Regions from separate parts of the Mus musculus genome. Here region 2 is linked to region 1. Evidence: chromatin contacts called from public Hi-C data. All regions are on one chromosome and are shown on one strand. Each heading gives the region's core, a stretch centred on a gene start, on an enhancer-like site or on the middle of the called end of the contact. The rest is flanking DNA. Distances are from core to core; before and after follow the strand shown.

Region 1 (7,428 bases), core at 1,346-3,845:
GCTGCAGCAGGAAACAAGTGAAACTCCATTGTTTTAATAGGCTTCCATCACAGAGGAAAACAAACAAGCAAACAAACAAACAAGAGTCCTGGTAGTTAGGAGAAAGAGAAAATAAGTCAAAAGTGGGTATTTAGGAAAGCAGATCCTATAGGGTTTTATCATAGCCCAAAACTGCCAATATCATTTATTTTGTGGAATAAACATCTCTGCTTTGTAATCTAATTGGGAGATGCAAGTGCAATGTGAGTTCTGTTTAGTTCGCAACTCCGGTTGTTTCTTCCCTCACACTGTTTGTGTTAATTGCCCCTTGTGACTGGGCTGCATGTCTCTTATCCTCATAGTGTGCAAATGAATTTGTGCTGTGCTTCTCTCAAACACACCTGCAAGAAATTTTAATAGCTTTTGAAACTGAAGATGTCTCCCTAACTCCCTATTGCATAAGTCATGACTACCTGAGGTATCATCACAAAAGATAATTTAATAATAGCTGTGATGATGTAGGCACCTGAAATCCCATCTGCTAGTATACAGTGCAGGAATATATATATTTCTCTTCTCTTCTCTTCTCTTCTCTTCTCTTCTCTTCTCTTCTCTTCTCTTCTCTTCTCTTCTCTTCTCTTCTCTTCTCTCTCTCTCTCTCTCTCTCTCTCTCTCTCACTTTTATAGACACAGCTAAGGTTTTTCTACTGGCATATGGATACTGCATGGTGTGGCTTGGACATTCAAAAAATTGGCAATAGTTATAACTTTGAATTCATGCTGAATTATAAGTTGATAAATGCTTTGACAAATTATAACCTGTTTCATACTAACTCCTGAATTTTTGTTTTAACACTCAAATTTAGGTTAGAATAAAATTATACAAATATAGAAAGGAAAAATAATTTGCATCAGTAGCTTAGTCTAGCTGGAGCTATGGCTCCAAAATAAAGCAAAACTAAATGCTACTTTTATCAAAATCTATACCAGAATTTAAAGATGTTCAAAGATTTCAAAGTACTTATTGTAAAGTAGATGACAGTTTTCAGGGAGATTAGTACTTTGAAAGAAGGACAACTTATATTTGTAGAATTATCAGTAACTTTGTTGAATGAATAAATGAATAATTGCATGGGTAGATAACAAATGGACCAAATTAATGTACACAGCCATTTATGAACCTATGACTGTCATTCATACCAAGTTTTACTACATATACATATATATTCATGTATATAGTTTTATTTAATCTGTGCTATAAATACATTTTAAGTAGACATTTGAGAAAAATAGGCATCCTCTAAAATCCATGCTCTTGGTTTTGGTTCTCATTGTATTTTTCTGCTTCTTAGTCTCCATTCATCACTTTTTGAAACTTAAACGTAGAAAAGTGAAGGAGGAGCAATATTCACGCTACACCTGTGAACTCCCAGTTTTCTACCTGTTCTAAGGTTCTTTCTCATTATCTTCCTCAGAGGTAGCAGGTTTCCATCAGGCTTTCATGATGTTGAAAGATCACTACAAAGTTCTACCGTGTTACAGCTTGGAGGGTGGTGTATGTGCAAAGAAGTTGGGTAGAAAACATAGTGAAGTCTTTCCAAGCAAGAGCATAGATGAGAGCCAGAGCGTGGTCGAGCTGTTGCTTGGCTTCTGTGCTGAAGGCTTTGAGGCTCTGATCATTAGGCTCTTGTGAATTTAGTATATATTAAACAATTAATTTTTAGAAAAGAAAACATCTGGTTTTTAGCTTGGATGATTTTGATGCCATGACATTTCTATCTTACTGCTAGTGGATGTTCTCTGTATTTTCTTCTGACTATGAAATTGTACCTAAATATTTGATCTAGTTACATGAGCCATAATAAACCTTGTATTATCAAAGTGTTTTTTGTTTTAACAATAAATTGCCACAATAAGTCTGAAAACATTGAAAGCTCTCCAGCACTTCTTAAAATATATATAAAAAAATACCTCAAGTAAAAGAATCCAGAGATTTGGGTATTTTGGGAATTAAAAAAAATGTTTTTATCATTTGGAAGTAAAAACAGACAAATTCACTTCTTTTTGTTTCTAACCTGACACTGTTTTCTACTAAAACTAGAATTTAAAAACAAAATTACAAAAATAGAACAATGTGCATTCTGTCTTTCTCATATATATCATAACCACATCTCATCTTTTTCATTTTAATAGTAAGTTAATCTTTATTGTGGAACAGCTTCTGCATGGTGAATGTAAAAATGAAAAAAAATATACATGATTTGGAGAATAAAAACTACAACGTATCAGCAGCAACTAACAGAAACTGACACTGATCCTGGTGAAAACCTCACTGGCATTTTATTCCTTAAATTACGAGAAAGTGTGGTAGTGGGTGACAAGGCTTAGGTTTCCTTTCCACCATTGATACATAAATGTCTGTGCTTTTGTACTGACTGCTTTACTTTTCAACATAGAGTCTCTATGTAACCTTAGCTGTCCTAAAACCCCAGTGTGTTGATTAGACATGGATTTTTTGGGTGAAGATTTAGTTAAATGAGCACTAGTATAACTACTCAAATGAGTATTCATAACCACTACTTGTTTTATTATAGAGCAGCAACAAAATGGCAGAGACGACAGCTGCCACATCATATACACACACACTCCTTCCTACACAAACTATGCTTTGTACATCAGATGCAGCATAAATACCATGGCATGTGGCAGTTGCTATGGCAATGAGCTTTTTTTTTAATGAAGAGCAGATGGAATCGGCATATAAAACTTGCATAAGTTGTTAGTAATCTGTGAGTTACTGCAGACTAGTTGCTGAAAGAAACTTTAAAATTCTAGCTTTTCTAATTCTTCATATAATGAGTTCAACTCTCTTTTTTCTCTTTGCCTAGTTCAGTTCATCTTGGTATCCAAATGCTAGTAGAGAATTGTTAATTATTTTTCCTGTGCCAAAGAACTTATGTAGACTTGTAAATTGTATAGTTGTATTTTCCAGTCTTTATTTTTTCAAATAAATTTCTATTTTGGAGTTTTTAAAATCTGTCTTACACTAAATAAATATGTACTTTCAATAGACATATGTTAAATTTATTTTAGTTAAAATTCACATTATATATTATACAGTACACAATGATGTATATTATATTTCTAATTCACAATGTATATAATAATACTGAGAAAATTATAAAGTTCCACATAGTATAAAACTGCATAGCAAACAGGATGAGTATGTTGGGTTAGCTTTGGTGTTAGCTGTCTAATTGTCCAATCTTGGTAGGCTTTGCTTTGTATCAAAGCTATCTTTATGTTGTAACTGCATAAGAAAAGGGAGATTTCACTGAAACTCAAAGAATAATTTGTGATTATAATTCCCCAGGCAATTATTTCAATATGAAAACTGATTTTCTGTATCTTTTTTGAACACAAAATTGCAAAGATGTTTTAAACAAAAATTCAGCAGCTACTTTGTTTACTGAGAATAACGCTTTACACAATGGTACCTGTTTGGGCTAGTCCAACAACTACATTCCCGGACAAGAGAATCATGAAGAAACAAATAAATTTAAACAGATTTCTCAAATGGGCAATAGAGCCTCAGGGTTATCAGAGTGGAGCAGCTGTTTAGGATCTAGGCAGGACGTAACACATTGGCAGTGGGTCTCCTCGATGTCTCTTTAACGTTTGACACTATTGTTCAATGCAAATCTTAGTTTCCCTCTCTCTGCATCTGTGGTTCTGCTCTTAATCTTCCCCTGCAAATTTTCTACCACAGATTAGAAAAGGTCTGTGGAAACTGAGTGACATGCATAGAAAATAATAATTAAGCCAATTTTTATTTATACCATGAGCTTACTTTTGAAAATGTACCCCCAACTGAGCCAGGCTTGCAGCTCAACTTTGTACTTTTCATTTATGCAAGGACAAAAGTAAAGAGAAAGTGTCATGGTTTGCAGTTCTCTGATAGTCTCTGCATGTGAGAACATTGCACCGCTGGTGACCATGTTTAGTCTTGTGATACCCTGTGCCTCTACTTGGACCAGTAATGAGTGTCACCGTGTGATATTGCAAAAATGTTTCAGTCAGCCGTTGATGTGTGTTTCATGAATGATGTCCACCTCTCCTTTTGCCTATGTGCTCTCAGGCATCTCTCATGGTGATTGCTCATGTGTAAAACTCTAGGAGGGCTGGAATTCAGAAGATTCATTATAGCCTCTTTGCTCTGTCTCCGTACTGATGGTGCACTACAGGAACTGGGTTCACAAGCTTCAATATTCATTCACTCAGCTTATGCTTTGAACACTAACTTATCACAACATATTATGTGTCAATCTGGACGTGGAAAGTATGATATGGCCAGCCTTAGGTGCTTTTCTTTTCCAGGGATTGTCAGAAAATAGGCATGGATATACTTTTATTTTAAGTGATTATATATATTATATATACTTATTTCATATCATATTATGTTCATATAATAAATGTTTCTATATATTTATTACTATAAAATTAGAGAATGTGTTGGTGTGATAGGAGACTTGTGACAATAATTTGTCAAGTAGTCTAAGGCAGTGGGAACAGATCATCAAGAGAAGTGATATAGGTTATTAAAATTAACCTAAAATTAAAATGCCATCCTTTTCTATTTTGGGCCTTGATTCTTTTATATTTTCTCTGTTTTGCAGCATTTCCTAATTAGTTACTGTGCAAAAATACAAAATTCTTGAAAACTTGCTATTGTTGTGTTACACCAATTTCATCATCAGTTTGGAACTGATTAACAACTTCATGAATTTAAACACGTGCCACAATCACAACATATTTAAAGTTTATTATTTAACTTTATATTTAGACAGCTGTAGCTACCATGAAATAAATGACAAAGGAGGAAAGGATAGCTTTAAACACTTATTTATTTAAAGGTAGTATTTTGAGTGCAAAATTTACCTATTTTTCCCTTAGCTATAAAATCAGAAGTATTTAATTAAAAAAACAGCATATCTTATGTGTGTATTGTAATAGCTGAGTAATTAAGAGATCACCTTTTTGAGCCTTAAGAAAACTATGAAGAGGTACTGTTTCTTCCTTATCAAGAATGCACACAAATACAGCAATCATGACATATACCTTAAATTAACCCTTTACCCCATGGGAAGTGATAGAGAATGAAGCATGGGTTGACTTCCAGAGAGTTACTGTATTGTTATATTTCTAATTCATTATAGGAATAATGTGGACTCCAGCTTTGTTTAGCTAGTGTACTGCTTATAATTGCAAAGTAGCTGTTAAACAATTGTTCCAAAGGCTCAGCTTTGTACGATATTAATGACTATTCAACCTTTTGCAAGACAATATGGAAGGACGTGAGAGATTTATAATTAAGACAATCTTCTGAATGAGTTGTTTGCTCAGAAAACAAAGAGTCTGCCTTTACCTTGGCACTGGTAATTGACAATTAATTGACAGCCTGGTTGACAGTGCATTTGGCTAGGCCGCAGCACTTACTAGAAATGGGATTTAAATCCATGATATTATCCCAGGCCTTGTAATATTATTAACCATAACTCACTAGCATAATTCAACACATGATTGAACACACAATTCACTTCACATTATTAGAGAGTGTTAATCAGTGCAATGGAGAGGCTTGTATTGTTTCATGTTATGATTATTCTCTCTATGTTTGCATAAATGGTGCTAGATGAACAAACATGGAAATCGAACTCACATTTGAAAAAAGAGATTTAATGGTTAAATCCAAGAATAGCTCTGGGGATGTTTGCTCAAGACAATTCTTAACAAATGAACGTAGACTAATAATCATGAATAAAAGTGGCCTAATGTGCTTTCATTTACATGCAGATATGATAGATCCTAAAACACTTCTTCAAGTTGTGATTTTTTTTTCAGGTTGAGAAGTTGTGTATTTTCTAATATTTGTCTTTTTTTATTGGACATTTTATTTACATTTCAAATGTTATCCCCTTTACCGGTCTGCCCACCTGGGAAACCCCCATCATAATCCCCCTCTCCCTGTGTCTATGAGGGTGCTCTGCCCCTCCCCCACCTACCCACTCTATTTGGTGACCTAGTCACCACTGGAGCTAACCCTTAAAAAAATTAAAAGGTAGGTTGGTTATATATAATATTATATATATATATATTTCCTTTTTGTTGTTATTATTTTATTTATTTACATTTCAAATGTTATCACTCTCTCCGGTTTCCCCTTCAACCCAATCCCTGATCTCACACCCCTGCTTCTATGAGGGTTCTCACCCACTCACCTACCCACTCCTGTCTCACCACCCCAGCATTCTTCCACTCAGGGGCATTAAGGCTTCACAGGACCAAGGGCCTCTCCTCCCTGGGAGCTAGGGGTAGGGGGAGGAATCTGGCTGGTTGATATTATTATTCTACCCGTAGGGTTGCAAAGCCTTTCAGCTCCTTCAGTCCTTCCCCTAACTCCTCCATTGGGGTCCCTGTGCTCAGTCAGAAGGTTGGCTGCAAGCATCTGCACCTGTATCTATATTTGTAAGGCCCTGGCAGAGCCTCTCAGGAGACATCCATATCAGGCTCCTCTCAGCAAGCACTTCCACAAAGATAATTGTTCAAATATGTTCATAGTAGATTTTTTTTTGGTGTGTGATAGGTAGAAAATTGAAAGCACAAAGATGTCCCTTAACAAAAGAATGGGTGGAGAAAATGTGCTATGTTTACACGATATATTAACCAGCAATTGCTTAAAGACGATGACATCATGAAATTGGCAGGCAAATTGATAGAAGCAAAAAAGATCATTCTGAGTCAGGTAATCCAGACCCAAATAGACAAACATAGTATGTCCTCACTTATAAGTGGATATTAGATGAAAAGAACAATCATGTAATTATCCACAAACCCAAAGATGCTAGATTACAAGGAGATCTCAAGATGGGCTGTGTAAATCTCACTGACAAAGGGAAATAGAATAGACCTTATGGGTGGACTAGGGTTGGTGGGACTGGTCAGAGGTGGGGATAGAGATGGAACACAAAGAATTGGGTGGAGAGGTGACACTGGAAGAGAGTGCTGGGTAATATGATGTCCTGTAAACATAGCACTTAATTTGAGCTAAAGAAATATATGTGAAACAGATGTTCATCACCTTATCCATAGGGTCCTTTCTCCCTGTAGGATATTCCTTTCTATAGTCACTTATATAAAGGACTTTGGAGCCTGGAAAATGAAAGAGCTATAAGGCATTTGAGGTAAGACTCTCTAAATGACTGGCACCAATGTTAATTTGCTGGCTGACATGACATACGTAGCAAATAAATTTATATTGTCAAATGGGCAGTGGTGTTGCATGCCTTTAATCCCAGCACTTGGGAGGCAGAGGCAGGCAGATTTCTGAGTTCAAGGCCAGCCTGATCTACAAAGTGAGTTCTAGGACAGCCAGGGCTACACAGAGAAACC
Region 2 (7,428 bases), core at 3,568-6,067, 600 kb after region 1:
GAGTGACTCAATTTGGGAAGCATACCTGGGCAAGAACCAATCCCTGACACTATTAATGATACTCTGTTATGATTGCAAGTTGGAGCCTAGCATAACTATCCTCTGAGAGGCTCCACCCAACAGTTGACCAAAACAGATGCAGAGACCCACAGCCAAACATTAGACAAAGCTCAGGAAGACTTATGGAAGAGTTGGGGAAAGATTGATAGACATTAGGCATATATCTAATATAAGATATATGAAGATGATTTATACAGACTCCATAAGAGTTCCAACAGAATCAACTGACCTGGAGTCTTGTAGACTCCCAGAGGCTGAACCACCAATGAAATACAGAGCATGGGCTGGACCTATGCCTGTCACAATATGTATATAGCAGGGACAGTGTGAGGGGAACTCGGTGGAAAGAAGCATGAGATAGTGATGTAAAGTGAATAAATAAACTAATAGAAAAAAAGAAATGAATGCAATATTAGTAAGAAAATGTATAAAAATAAAATAACTCAATGTGGAACCCAATGACCATGTATAAAAGCTTCTGAAACTAAGAAGCAGAATAATTCCTTTCTCCAATAAGTTGGTTCTTCAAGTCGCAATGATGAAGAAAAGAGAATGACTAATCAGCTCTTGTAGGCTTCTGACTCAAAATAAGTATGTAAGTGTCAGAGTGAATCAGAAATCAAACCTGCAAAATGTTAAAGAAATATGATATGAAGGCCTGTTTTCTGGTCCATCTATTCAGGCAACTGTGTTATTTGTCTTATTGTTGGGACAAAATACAGAATAAACACAACTTAAGGAATAAAGAGTTATTTTACCCCACAGTGTAAGGGCATAGTCCTCCATGGCAAGGGAATCCTGGCATTGTGAGCTTGAGGTGGTGGAGCACATTGCATGTCTGTTATGGAGCAGGCAGAGATGAATGGTCAGCTTCAGTTTGCAGCCTTCCATTTAAAATAATCCATCAAAGACATATTTACTTACTGGGAATGTTCCTTCTTTCACAACTTGCTTGTTTAGAGCTTTATATAATGCTATTAAAGCTAGTGAAGTTCAAAGAAAGAGAGAGAGAGAGAGAGAGAGAGAGAGAGAGAGAGAGAGAGAGAGAGAGAGAGAGAGAGAGAGAGAGAGAGAGGGAGGAGGGAGGAAGAAAGGAAGGGAGGAAGGAAGGAAGGAAAGAAGGAAGGAAGGAAGGAAGGAAGGAAGGAAGGAAGGAAGGAAGGAAGGAAGGAAGGAAGATAAAAGAATTCTGTCACGGAATGTATTGGGATAGAAAGAGGCACAGACCCCATGATGAGTCCAGAAGGCTTCCAAGAGGAGGCTCAAAGGGTATTAATGACAGTTGATGGACCAAAGAAGCATTTATTCAACTATATTTATGAACTCAGTCTCCATGTTAATATAAGATATATGAAGATTTATACAGTAACCCTGGAGCTAGAAGAAAAAATAATGTCTTGCTCTGCGTCACGTAATTCTTGTAGGCTCTAAGTCTGAATCCGAATCTTTACACATTCTTGTGGCACATGACTGAATTTTATGCAGGCAGCTGGTGGAGACATGGGACCCAACTCTCAGTGTGCATGCAGTTTTACTCCAAATCTACTCCTCTTGCTCTACCCTGAGCCATTGGCACAAGCAGACATAGGAAAGTCTTCTCTGCCCATCTCTATCTTTTAGGCTGGGAACCTGGCATATGAGCAAATATAAGCATTCAGATGTGGGAGGTCTGTACCTTCCTGAAGCTGAGTGTCAGCTGTGTGGTACATGGGTAAAACACAGGACAAGCAACTGGGTTTATCAGTCACTTTTGTGTTGCTATGGCAATAATACCTAAGAGAAACAGCTTAGATAGGAGGGCTCATGTTGGTTCATATTTAGAAGTGTCTGTCCATCATGAGCCAGAAGGTATAGTGTTCACATTAGAACAGAATGTTATAGTCTCATGCCACAGTTGGTCAGGTGCACAGAATTGTGGGTTATAATCCACAAAGACTTGCTCTTAGTGATGGCTACTACCAAATGAACTTCATCCTCTAAAGTGCCTACACTGTTCCAAAATATTGCCAAAAGCCTGGAAACAAAAAGTCTGTGGGGATGTCACACACAAAGGACAGAGGTTAAATATGTTACCCTTTCATGACTTACTTGCACAGACCTCTGAAATTACTAGGATAAATCATAACTAAAATACTTTCTGTGATAGGAACAGTGAAGAAATGTCTAGAAGCGAATGCAATGCCACATATGCATAGATGAGACCACGTGAAATTAAAAAGCTTCTCAGTGAGTTTGCAGAGGTGACACAATGGGTGAGATGCAAGGGTAAGAACCTGAGTTTGAATCTAGAGAACCTATGTGAAGTCAGGTGTGATAGACTACTTCTGTAATGCTAGTGGTCCTTCAGTGAGGTGGGAATTCAAGATAGAGTCTACAAATGAGAGAGATGGCAATATGCCTGGAGTAAGCACTATCAAGCAACAAAGAGATCCTGTCTCAGAAAAGCTGAAAGGTGAAGACTTACCCATAATATTGGACTCTGTCCTCCATTCATGTTCTGTGGAACTCACATAACCACACTCATGCACACATTCAGGAACACATGTATCACTCACACACACACACACACACACACACACACACACACACACACACACACACATACACACACACACACACTTTTGCAGAAAAAAAGAAAAGAATCAGCAAAATGAACACAAAAGAATGGGGAAAACAATCTCGCCAGGTAGTTAATACCTAAGATATATAAACAACTGAAGAAAGAAACAAATCCATAAATAAATATTATTCAAAAAATAGTAATTGGTCAAATGAATTGAAGAGACATTTCTCAATAGAAAAAGTTCAACCTTCTTAGCTATCAGAGAAATAAAAATTAAAACTACTGTAAGGTTCCTCCTCAGTCCAGTAAGAATAGTCCGTGTATGTGTGTGTGTGTGTTTGTGTGTGTGTGTGTGTGTGTGTGTGTGTGTGTGTGTGTGTGTGAGAGAAATATTGCATATCCATGCTTATAGGAAGAATGGGTAAAGGGCTTGATGATTCAAGAAAAAATATCCCCATGGCCAAAATGTTCTCCAGAGACACACAGGATCAGGTTAAACTATCATTACACTCATCTGAGAGCAGCACACACCAGGGCACCTACCAACAGCTTCCATTCCACACAGTCAACCGTCATCTGTCTTGGATATCTGAATGAGTTGCTTCAAGGATACTCATCTGGCTGAAGAGGATAACATCAGCAGCCATCCTTTCCTCTGCCAATAGGGTCCCTTGCCAATTCAATAATAATAATAATAATAAAGCAAAACAAAAAGGTAATTCTGGGTGCACACAACTTTAATACAGGATTACCAATTTTAAAGTAAAGGAATGTTGCCTAAAATTTTACTTTTTTACCATAATGTTTCTGACAAAAATAAAAAAAAAAAAAACAACTCCTAATCTTGTATTATTTGTTATGCCCAACATGCTTTACCACAAGATCTATTGCTTTAAAAAGGTCTAGTTTAGTGCACTTGAGAGATGAGAGGACAAGCACACAGGTCAGAATACCAGGCTTGTCCTTGGTCTTGCACACTCAGGACTGCTTTGAAATGTTTGGTTATGTCTCCAGAGGGAGGTTTCATCTGGACCAATTCCCACAAAACAATCAATGGCATATCATCATTTCTTTCCCTTCTCCAAAGAAAAGGATGCAAAGAAAATAGTGCAAACGTAGTGAAGAGTTGTGAGTCTAGTGTGCATGAGAGGAGGCCTTCCCAATTAGCACATCAGGCCACCAGCCCTTCGTTGGCACAAGTCAGTCCTCATTTCTCACACAAGCCATGCCTTTTCTCCCAGGATTTATGTGTCTTCCTCCCCTCTCCATAAAGAATTAGCTGAATATAGTAAGAATAAGAGGACTCTGGGGCTGCAGATGGCTGACCAGCTGTTTCTGGGTGACACCCCATGAATCAGAGTCTCATCGAGCTTTAGTGCTTCCATGTTTTGGGGGCAAAATATTCTGCGTTTTGGAAAACTAGTTCATGGAAAATAATACAGCAAACTAACATTTATAGAAAACCACAGTAATCTTGTAACAAATGTCCTAAATTATGCACTCAAAAGAGGATCCAATTTTATACAAGGTTCTCTTCGAGAGACTGCAGAACACTTTCTTGTTTGTGATTGTAACTGCTGTTCCTCACAACCTCTATAAGTACAAAAAAATAAAACGACATGCCTTTATATAACATATATGCATAAGACAAATGTCAGCATGGGAAAGATGGTCTGTGGAGGGGACTATTCAGAAAAGTTCATTTTATGCTTTATTTTAGGTTCATTGTGTATATTTTCTCCAAGTTTGATGTTAAGATTAATGCTGCTTTTCAAGCCTCCTACATTCCACTTCAACAATGGTTATTCTTCAGTACTTAAGTACATTGCTGGGGGTATGGGCAAAATAAAAGTCATATGGAAGTTTATGTTCCAGCTGCTGTGCTCCCTCTTCTTCATGAGTGAGTTTCTGGCAGGCCACGAGTTTTACTAAACCCCTTCCCTAGTGCCCTCTTCAATTTTAGATCCTTGCTTGATGTGAAATGTCTAAGACAGTCATTTTAATAGACAAAAGAGTAGAGATAGCCCAAATACCAATGGTCAGGAAACAGGCATTTGTGAGGTGGGAGAATAAGAAGCCCCTGTGATCATTTTTATTCAATGAAAGCCATTCCTTTGGGTGGGAGTGTCAAATTCTAGTACCCACACATGCTGCCCGCATACCACACAAGCTGCAGGAATGCAGATTTCTGTATCTGAGAGCAGCTGCTAAGTGAAGTGGAACATCCAACAGATGGCTGCATTGTCATTGTTGGGGGAGGAGGAGAGAGGAGCTATTTTGGTTTTTCTGTTGAACGTGTATATGTGTATGAAGGCATGTGTGTACTTCACAGTATTCTGTTCTCCACTACCTATGATCTTTTCCACTATAGATATTTCTCCTGTGCTGTCAAAGACTGGTTTTGAATTTGCATATTAGGACAGTCACTAGAGGTTTTTTGATCATTTAGTATTTAATGGATGAGAAAAGAAAGGTCCAAGGGCACACAGCTATTAAAGCCAAACTCAGAATTTTTTCACTAGGGCATGCAATATAACAAAATTAATTAATAAAATTATTAAGTAAATAACACTCTACATAGTGATAGATCACAGAGGAGAACAATTCAAGGGTCACAGCTTCTCAGTCTTTAAAAATATATAAGTGCATTTTTCCCTTAAAAAATTATGGTGGAGTTGCTTTGCAGTTCTCAGAAGAAAAAAAAAAGTAAGTATTCAAACTAGTCAATATGAGCATTTTATTATGAAGCTTATTAGATTTTAAACAATTTGATTCATGGTGCTCCACAATTTTAATAGCATATTTAGAAATAATAGACTTCGGCAAATCAGGTTGTAGAACTGCTATCAAAATCCATGCATAAATGCAAATTAAAAACCTTAGGTCCCATCCTGACCTGCTTGCAAAATGTCCCTATTCCCCTTCTGATGGTAGCTTAAAGAGTACCATCACATAGCTTATTCATTGATGTGTGTGTGTGTGTGTGTGTGTGTTTCTAGAAATAGAATCAATAGAGAACAGACAAACCCACAGTTGCCAGTTTGTACAGTTTTGTGGTTTCTGCCAGGGCTACTGACTCGAGAAGGTCTACCAGATAATGAAAGCAAACTATTTCAGTTCCTGTGGGTCTAGAGTGCTTCTGTAAAGTTCTGGTTTGAAACAAATGAATAACAAATTAAAAGGCATAGTAAAATAAGGGGGTGGTTAAAATATATTAACTGAAATCAATGTAGGAGAAACATAGTTAAAAACCTTGCATTCTCAGCAACAGCCTGAGATGTATTTGGGTAATTCTTTAAATTTATGATAAAAGCCTTTTAGCAGAAAGTCAATACACATAGGTGGTGAAGCAAGTATATCATCCTGTACTGGAGGTTGCATTAAACATTCGGTGTGAGCTCCACTGCTCATAGGAAGTAAGCAGGAGTTCATCCAACGAACGCACAGTATCACAGAGACCAAGCGTTCTTCTGTAGACAGTCTGTGGAGCCATGCTGATTACCATGCAGTCCTCTGCCTAGGGTGCTCACTGACGTCAACAAGGGTCCTGGAAATGAAGCAGGATCAAAATCCCAGAAGCCTGGACTAATAATAGAGTAAAGATGGAGAACAGATGGAAAGCAAAGCTTCATGGATAGAGTGTGACCTCATGTTATAAATTCGTCAAGTGGAATAAACAACAACAAAGTATGGAAGGCCTGTGAGAACTCACTGATGTCAAACTTCCAGAAATTTGCTGACTGAAAAAATGCCTAGATACAGAGAAAACTTTCCAAAGGAGTTCAGGGGCATCAATTTTTGGATTAATTATGCCTGTGTCTGAGAGCAAAGACACTTAAAATTAAAACCATAGTACTTTGAACATAGACTACTAGCTTTATCCCTTTACCCTTCATTAATATATGGATTCACCTAAGTTATTTTCCTCTCACTTGAGCAAACCTGTCATCTGTGAGAGGGCAAAGCCATAAATGTAGAACCTGGAGATGAAATCCCAGAAAACACTAGGCCTGAAGCAAAACATTGCAAGCGGTCTGCCACATCTTCAACAAATAGAAGTGCTTTTTCAAGTGTCTCTGTCTCGTGTGTGTGTGTGTGTGTGTGTGTGTGTGTGTGTGTGTGTGTGTGTGTGTGTTTAAGCAATCAATGCACACTTTGTGTCTTAGTCTGTATTCTGTTGCCGTGAAGACGCACTATGAGCATGGCAATTCTTATAAAGGAACACATTAAGTTGGAGCCACCTTGTACTTTCAGAGGTTTAGTCACTTGTCATGTAGAAGCATGTTGACATGCAGGCAGATGCTTCGTCAGGATCAGCAGGCTGCAGAAAGAGACAATCACTGGAGCAGGCTTGAATATTTGAAACCTCATACCTAACCCACAGTGACACACTTTCTTCAACAAGGCTACAAGTGCCACTCCTTGGCTAACAAACAGTTAAATATATAAGCTTATATATTTGAGGTCATTCTTATTTAAACCTCCACATTCCACTCCCTGGCCTCCATAGGCTTATAGCCATATCATAATGCAAATATGTATTCAGTTCAACTTAGAATATCCCCATAGTTTAGCACAGTCTCAACATTGTTTAAAAGCATAAAGTTCACACTCCTTTTGAGGACTGGTGGCATTCTTTTTACCCTAATTTTCTATAAAATCAAAATTAAAAGAAATTTAATTTAAAAGATTCACCATACTTTCCAACAAACAGTGGTATAGAATAGACATTGCAAGTCCCAAAGGGAGAAAAGGGAACACCATGAAGAAACACTGGACCATGGCTAAAAACAGCTGAGAAAACT

Evidence for each region. A called contact is a pair of places that touch in the nucleus more often than the background predicts.
Region 2: a Hi-C map of cortical neurons shows a contact between it and region 1, with 4 times the contacts expected there. The contact joins two enhancer-like sites. A contact is called at or near these places in 1 of 15 datasets of contacts at CTCF or cohesin (pro-B cells) and 1 of 484 Hi-C or Micro-C datasets (cortical neurons).

The regions. Positions count from the first base shown.
Region 1 is chr13:82,505,721-82,513,148 of GRCm38.p6, forward strand. No RefSeq gene overlaps it. Among named protein-coding and RNA genes, the nearest start is that of Mir3961, 190 kb to the right of the region's middle. Within about 2 kb of position 2,596, at least 8 of the 459 cell types and tissues checked have an H3K27ac peak or open chromatin away from gene starts, as enhancers often do. A contact at or near this core is called in cortical neurons, where this site is marked.
Region 2 is chr13:83,106,869-83,114,296 of GRCm38.p6, forward strand. The region is part of intron 1 of Gm33073 (a long non-coding RNA gene); the gene reads right to left. Among named protein-coding and RNA genes, the nearest start is that of Gm33073, 10 kb to the right of the region's middle. Within about 2 kb of position 4,818, at least 69 of the 459 cell types and tissues checked have an H3K27ac peak or open chromatin away from gene starts, as enhancers often do. A contact at or near this core is called in cortical neurons, where this site is marked.